Linked DNA regions of Mus musculus: region 1 is linked to region 2. Evidence: chromatin contacts called from public promoter capture Hi-C data. All regions are on one chromosome and are shown on one strand. The core of a region is the stretch at or near the end of the contact, and the rest is flanking DNA. Distances in the headings are between cores, read along the strand shown. Region 1 has its middle 15 kb from the start of Gm10640. Region 2 overlaps Fxyd5 (FXYD domain-containing ion transport regulator 5).

The links. Capture Hi-C pulls out chosen DNA fragments and counts their contacts.
Region 1: a contact with region 2 is called in a promoter capture Hi-C map of adipose tissue. The contact joins two enhancer-like sites. A contact is called at or near these places in 2 of 39 promoter capture datasets (the C10 cell line and cranial neural crest), 6 of 484 Hi-C or Micro-C datasets (CD4 T cells, CD8 T cells, double positive thymocytes and 2 more), 3 of 115 datasets of contacts at active chromatin or transcription factors (bone marrow-derived macrophages, embryonic stem cells and regulatory T cells) and 4 of 9 other capture datasets (adipose tissue, embryonic stem cells, liver and 1 more).

What each region holds. Positions count from the first base shown.
Region 1 is chr7:31,175,129-31,178,691 of GRCm38.p6, forward strand. No RefSeq gene overlaps it. Among named protein-coding and RNA genes, the nearest start is that of Gm10640, 15 kb to the left of the region's middle. Within about 2 kb of position 1,948, at least 31 of the 459 cell types and tissues checked have an H3K27ac peak or open chromatin away from gene starts, as enhancers often do. A contact at or near this core is called in adipose tissue, where this site is marked.
Region 2 is chr7:31,031,933-31,035,201 of GRCm38.p6, forward strand. Fxyd5 (FXYD domain-containing ion transport regulator 5) reads right to left here. Exons shown (of 9, transcript NM_008761.4): 9 at 791-1,086. The coding sequence ends at 1,037. Among named protein-coding and RNA genes, the nearest start is that of Gm38984, 3.3 kb to the right of the region's middle. Within about 2 kb of position 1,664, at least 85 of the 459 cell types and tissues checked have an H3K27ac peak or open chromatin away from gene starts, as enhancers often do. A contact at or near this core is called in adipose tissue, where this site is marked.

The DNA of each region.
Region 1 (3,563 bases), core at 698-3,197, 140 kb after region 2:
CAGTCATTCCTAACCACTGTCCAGCCCCCTTCAGAAGGCAACTTTGTGCAGTTGGTTCTTGCCTTCCTCTTCCGTGGGTCCTGGGGCTTGAACTCGAGTTCTCAGGCTTGCTCAGCAAGTCCTTTTACAGCAAGCTGCCTCACCAGCTATTCCCTCTGGGGCAAGATTTTTGTTTTTTGAGTTGATCCCATGTGACAGAAATGGAGAATGATGCAACATGGTGGTAAAGGGACATCCCAGTGCTTCAGGGAGGAGCAGAAGAGCAGAGATACCACAGCTGCAGGCCAGAGGAGAAGCAGCTAAGAAGGTGCGTGAGGGGAGACCTAGTCAGGATACAGCCACTGAAAGTTAATTCAATAAGAATTGTAGGATATCAGTTGGGGAGGGTAGTTGGAGAAATGACACCATGGTCCAAATGTTCCCTGTAGTCACGAAAAATGTAGTTGGCATTGCAACTGTATTCAGAGTTGGAGGACACACACACACACACACACACACACACACTCTTAGGGCTGAAAAGTGATCAGTGTGTAAAGTGCTTGCTGCACAAGCATTCGGACCTGAGCTTGCATCCCCAGCACTGTGGAAAAACCTGGGCGTGGTGATGCCTGTCTGAAGCCATGGCCCTAGGGATAGAGAAAGAGACTGATCCCAGAGCCTCACTGGGCAGCAGTCTAGCACCCAAAATGCCAGACTCCAGCCAGGCCTGGCGGTTAATGCCTTTAATTTTAGCATTTGGGAGGCAGAAGCAGGTGGGTTTCTGTGAGTTCAAGGCCAGCCTAGTGTTAGAGTTACAGGTCTACACTGAGCCTTTCACATGAATCCTGGGCACTTCATTAACTGAGCCATATTTCAATCATAAAAACACGTTTACTTTTTCCCTTTCTATTGTGATTGGAGACAGACTTGCTCTGTGTAGCCCTGGCTGTCCTGGTATTCACTCTGTAGATGAGGCTGGCCTTGGCCTCAGAGATCTGCCTGCCTCTGCCTCCTGAGTGCTGGGATCAAAAGCATGTACTATCATCAGGGTTAAGTATAGACACTCTGTCTCATATAATAAGAACAATAAATAATAATTTCCTCACACTCTAGACCAGGAAAAACCATAGTCTTTGGAGGCAGGTGCTCAGGAATTGGGAATTTTTTAAAAAAAATTAATTACTTTAAATTTTATTTTCTTGAGGTAGGTCCTACTACATAGGTCTTGGAACTTGCTATGTAAGACCAGGTTGGCTTGGAACTCAGAGCCAGATTGATCCCAGAGCCTCACTGGGCAGCAGTCTAGCACCCAAAGTGCCAGACTCCAGCCGGGCCTGGTTGTGCATGCCTTTAATTTTAGCATTTGGGAGGCAGAAGCAGGTGGGCTTCTGTGAGTTCAAGGTCAGCCTAGTGCTAGAGTTACAGTCTACACTGAGCCTTTCACATGGATCCTGGGCATGTGAAGGGCATATCTGCCTGGTTCTGCCTCCCAAGTTGCACTGATTAAAGATGTTCATCACCACGTCTGGCTGAGTTAACTTTGAAGGTTAGCACACAAAGTGATAGGGTTTGTTATTGTTTTTTCATGATATGCCTGATTCTTTATAATTTGTTTTTAATCATGCCCTCCCTTCTTGCACACCCCCATCGTGCCTATGCCCCCTTTCTGGTTCCCTTTCTCCCCCCCAAATCATCTTCCTTTCTGCTTTAGAATGACGTGACTTTAAACAGGACAGGGGCTGAGGCTGGGAGATGAAGGAGTGAAGACTGAGATACAGCGATCTCTGTACTCCATGCTGGTCTTGAGCTCATTGTGACCCTTCCGCTTCAGCCTCCTTGCATGCATGGCCACATTTGGCTTTGAATCAGGAAAAATAAAGATTAAGCAAATATGTTTGTGCATAAGTTTATACATACGAGTACTGATAGAGGGCAGAAGAGGGAGTTGGATCATCTGGAACTGGAGCTACAGTCAGTAATGAGCTGCCGTGTGGGTGCGGGGAACTGTACCCGAGTCTTCTACAAGAGCAGTAAGTGTTCTTAACTACTAAGCCATCTCTTCTGGCCAGAAACAGGTTTTAAAAAACTCCAGTCCCTTTCACACATAGTCGAGGTTTAGAGCCACTGAATTTAGGTGTTCTTTTCTTGTGCACAGGAAATGCCGGAGAGTCAATGCACGGATATTGAAGGTCTGGAATCAGTCTCTGCTTTACAGCGGCAGAAAGGAGGCACTAAGGGCAACAGGGATCGTGGTTCTTGTGCCCTCTAGTGGTCAGAATAGCCCTAGCAGCTCCTGGAGGAAACGCTAATTCAAGCCGCTCCGCTCCCCGCAGTGCTCTTTGGAAACTTTGTAGGGTTCTCCTTCCCCACTCCTCCCCAAGCCCAGATGGACTACACCTTGACATTGGCCTTATAATAACCCTTATAATAATATAATAGGAGAGCTCATCCAAGCTGTGCCAATTAAAACATTATTTACATATGTGTGAGTGCATGCTCTCTCTCTGTGTGTGTACATACCCACGGAGGACTAGAAACGGGTATTGATTCCCCCGGAGCTGGAGTTACAGATGGCTGTGAGCCATCATATGGGCGCAGAGAACCAAACGCAGATCCACAGAAAAAGAAGTGAGTGCTCCTAGCCGTCGAGCCATCTCTCCAGCTCGACCCATCCCAATGCTCCACCCACGCATGCCACCTCAGTTTGTACTAGTACAATCTGAAGTTCTTAAGACCCTCTGCTCTTTCCTCCTCGCCCCACCACCTCACAAGCTTCTTCTTGTCTTTCACTTCATTTTTTACGGCTTTTGGAGCAATTTAAACTCCAAATTTATTTTTATAAAAGAAAGTAGAATTACAGTTGCAAGACAAAACAACAACACCAACAACACCAACAACAACACCAACACCACCTCCCAAAAAACTGTTGAATGCTAAGTGAGTGTTGTTTCCCCAAGATTATCTTCTGAACTTCATAGCATGCATTTGCTTTCTCTGTGTCTCTCTGTCTCTATCTCACTCTCTCTCACACACACAAAGACAAAACTAACTAACTAACTAACTAACTAACTAACTAACTAACTAACTAACTAAGTGAATGGGTGCTGTCTTAATCAGCTATATGTATGGCAATCTATTACAGAACCATAAAACATGGTCTTACAGGCATCACCATAACAGACCAGCCACGTCTGTGGGGGTGCTTGCCATTCTCAGCTGTGTGCATACACGCACAAATAATTCTTTTAAAAAGTAATAAAGTAGGCTGGTGAGATGGCTCAGAAGGTAAGGACAATTGTCATCAAGCCTGAACACCTGAGTTGTATCCCTAGCATCTACACGGTGGAAGAACAAAACCAATTCCTTCAAGTCGTGCTCTGACCTTCACACATTCTCTCTCTCTCTCCCTCCCTCTCCCTCTCCCTCTCTCTCTCTCTCTCTCTCTCTCTCTCTCTCTCTCTCTCACACACACACACAGAATAATTAACTGTAACAATACTTTTTAAATAAAAGGAAATAAGACAAAATGGAATTTTTCTATGTAAACATTTATTCATTACCAATATGTCTACTTGCTCAATTAT
Region 2 (3,269 bases), core at 414-2,913:
CTTCTCTTCTTTCTTGTGACGTATTTTCCCCTTATTTCCACGTGCTTTGTGGCTTGATGAAATGATTTTGTAATCCCCAGTTCACTCTGACCTGAAGTTCTTGCAACTGCATTATGCAACCCCCTCCCCCCCGCCCCGCTGCCTGGGACCTGGTCTCTTGTCTGTGCTGTGACCCTGCCCATAATCTTGGAGAAGACACTTATCCTTCCCCACAGCACCCTGAGCCTGAAAAGGCCTGCATAGCTGCACTAGGTTGCTCCCTCCCAATAAGGAGGAGTCCAAGGAACTCCAGGAATTGCCTGCTAGAGCCCATCCCTCCTCCCAGGCCCTCTCTGCTCAGAGCCCATCCCCGAGCCCCACAGCCTCCCTGGTGGACATGCCCTAAGCAAGCAGTCCTCCTGAAGCCCAACTTGTGGGTTGTTGCAGGAGACAGAGCTTGAGAGTGTGGGCTGCATTTTCACAGCTATGCATGAGGTATCCTGAGGGGCAGAGTGACTGGCCATGTGAAGATAAAGGGGTGACTGCACCGGGGTCCCCACATCATGCTTACTCATGCTCTGATCGATACCAAGGTATGCTGTAAGCCAGGCTCCTGGACAGAGGTCCTGTCTCTTAATCGTGACAGACCCTAAACACACCCTCCTTCCGTGAACACACCAGGCCTCCCCTTATCCCCCATCATATTGTCCTGTTGTCTGAGTGTGTAACAACCATACCCTACTCCCTAGGGTTCCAAGTCCAGCCCTGCCTCTTCCTCCCACTCCTTTGTCACAAATTCACAGAAGACAGAGGCCATGGAAGAGAGACCATGTGGATTTATCTGAACAGCCACAGCAGTGCCTAGGGAGACCTCTCTCCCCAGGGTGGGAAGACCATTAGCCTTAAGCCTGACTCCCTCCAGTGGCCTCTTCCTTTCAGGATTCTTTCATGTTGATCACTCTGTAGGCTCTTGGGGTAGAGGGAGGAGGCAGGGGGTGGTGAGTTGGTGTAGTTTGGAGGCTCCAGCTGGGGTGCCCATCAGGGTGCTGGCCCGCACTCACCTGTGGCGATTCAGGCAAAATTGAGACAACTGCCTACACTTCCCACCTGGAAGAAAAAGAACCAGTTTGCCCATGAGCTGGAAACAGTACTAATTATCACATAGTCACTGGAGACCGGCTGGGGGGTGGGGGTGGGGGATCAATCTGGACCTCAGGAAGCTCCCAGTGAAGGGGGACAGCAAGATGGCTCAACAAGTAAAGGTGTTTGCTGCTGAGCCAGATGTCCTGAGTTTTGGGCAAAAAGAGAAAACCAGGGGCTAAAGAGACTGCTCAGTGGTTGCTCTTCAGAAGGTCCTGGTTTTAATTCCCAGCATCCACATAGACACTCATAATTGTCTATAACTGCAGACCCATGGAATCCAATGCCCTCGTCTTGTGTGCAGACATACATGCAGATAAAACACCCATATACATAAGATAAATGAATAAATCTTTGTTTTAAAAAAGGAGAAAACCAACTCATGGAAATTGTCCTCTGATCTCTACATGTACACACACACACACACACACACACACACACACACACACACACTGAGATGAACAAATGCAGGGCTGTGGTGGGGCAGAGCAGCCTGTGCAAACATCCCTGTGGTAAAGGGCGGACGTGAGATGGAAGAACATGAGCAAGAGAAGCTGGGACCTGGATTAGAGTCAATTGGAGATGGCGTAGAGTTTAAAAAGGCACGGGGCCATGAGAAGATGGCAGCCACCTGCCTCTCAGGCCTCCCCTTCTGCTCTCCCTGTCTGTGTCTCCCTGGCTTTTCCCACTGTTAGTGCGTGTGGTTTGGGTGTGTCCCTCCAATGTCTGTCTTTGATGTTGGGTCCTTAGTACTCAGGGTTGGGACGGAGAGGGTGGGCAGCCTTTGAGAGGCAGAGTCTAGGGTCACCTAGGAAGTTATAGCTCTGCTTGCCCATCAGTTAGCCCTCGGGAGGGTGTGCTGTCATAGAAAGACCAGCCAGTCTCCTCCCTTCTCTCTTACTTCCTGTTTTGTTACTCAGCCTCTTTGACCACACATCCTCCCCCACCAGAGGTAGACGTGGAGTGTTTTCCTCGGTTGGGCTGCACTGTATTTCAGAGTCAAAGGACTCTGTCTTCTTTGCTGAACCTGGCACACACTGATGCAGCTGGGCTGGCTCCTTTCTCTCTTCAGCATGGGTGGGTGTCACCCAGATACCCAGGCTGAGCCTCTGAATTCAGGTCCTCAAGCAAGCACTTTGCCCACCAATACCTCCTAAACCCATGGATCTCTTCTTAAGCTATAAACGCTTCCAGAAATTGATTCCAGTCCGGTATTTGGTCACAATGAGAACAGCAACCCGCAGAGCTCTCGTGAATAAAAGAAGTCAGGTCCAGAGGGCTGTGGTTCGGTTGTGCTTGCCTGGCATGTACAATGTGATGGGGTTGACTCCCTGTGCTGCATTAACTGCCTATACCTATAACTAAGCACTTGGGAGGTAGAGGCAGGAGGGTCAGAAGTTCAAGGTTAAGGTGGAAGAGGTGGTTCAGTGGTTACTCACATCCAGCTCCTACCATCTATCTAAGGAGACTCACATCGTCTGAAACTCCCAGCTCCAGGGTATCCAACTCTCTTCCATCTGTCATGGCCTCTGCACTCACACACACATACACACACACACACACACACACACACACACACACAGATTCAAGGCCATCTTTGGTCGACATGCTCCTCTGTCTCAAAACAAAATAAACCCAAAAACTGCTGATCAGCTTGGCACACCTATAACCTCAAGCCTCAGGAGGCTGAAGCAGGAGGATTGTGAGTTTGACGCCAGCCTGAGCAACACAGTGAGACCCTGTCTTAAAAGGATGAATGAAGTCCTGTTTTCTCTTCTCACAAATGAAGCCGACCCTTGGCTTGTAAAGAAGCATAACGTAGTATCCACTAGCAGTCATCTGAGTCTGCATATCTCTGTCCTGTGTGTCTCTGTATCGCTCATCGGGGCACTACCACGTGACCGAGCCCAGGAAGAAAAGGACAACAGAGGAAGAGACGTGCACTCTAGGAACAGCGCCCCCTGCTGCAACCAGAACAACCGCCCAGCTGGATGCAACCAGCAGGCTAGGCCGAGAATCATCCCTGGGGTGGTTTGTAGGGGTGCTGAGTTTGCACAGCTTTGCCCAGGGGGTTTCAAGACCCTGATCCTCAGTCACCATGCAGCCCAGCCCGCCCCCAGCCCCTTCTTGCCCTTTCTGCCCATGCCCGA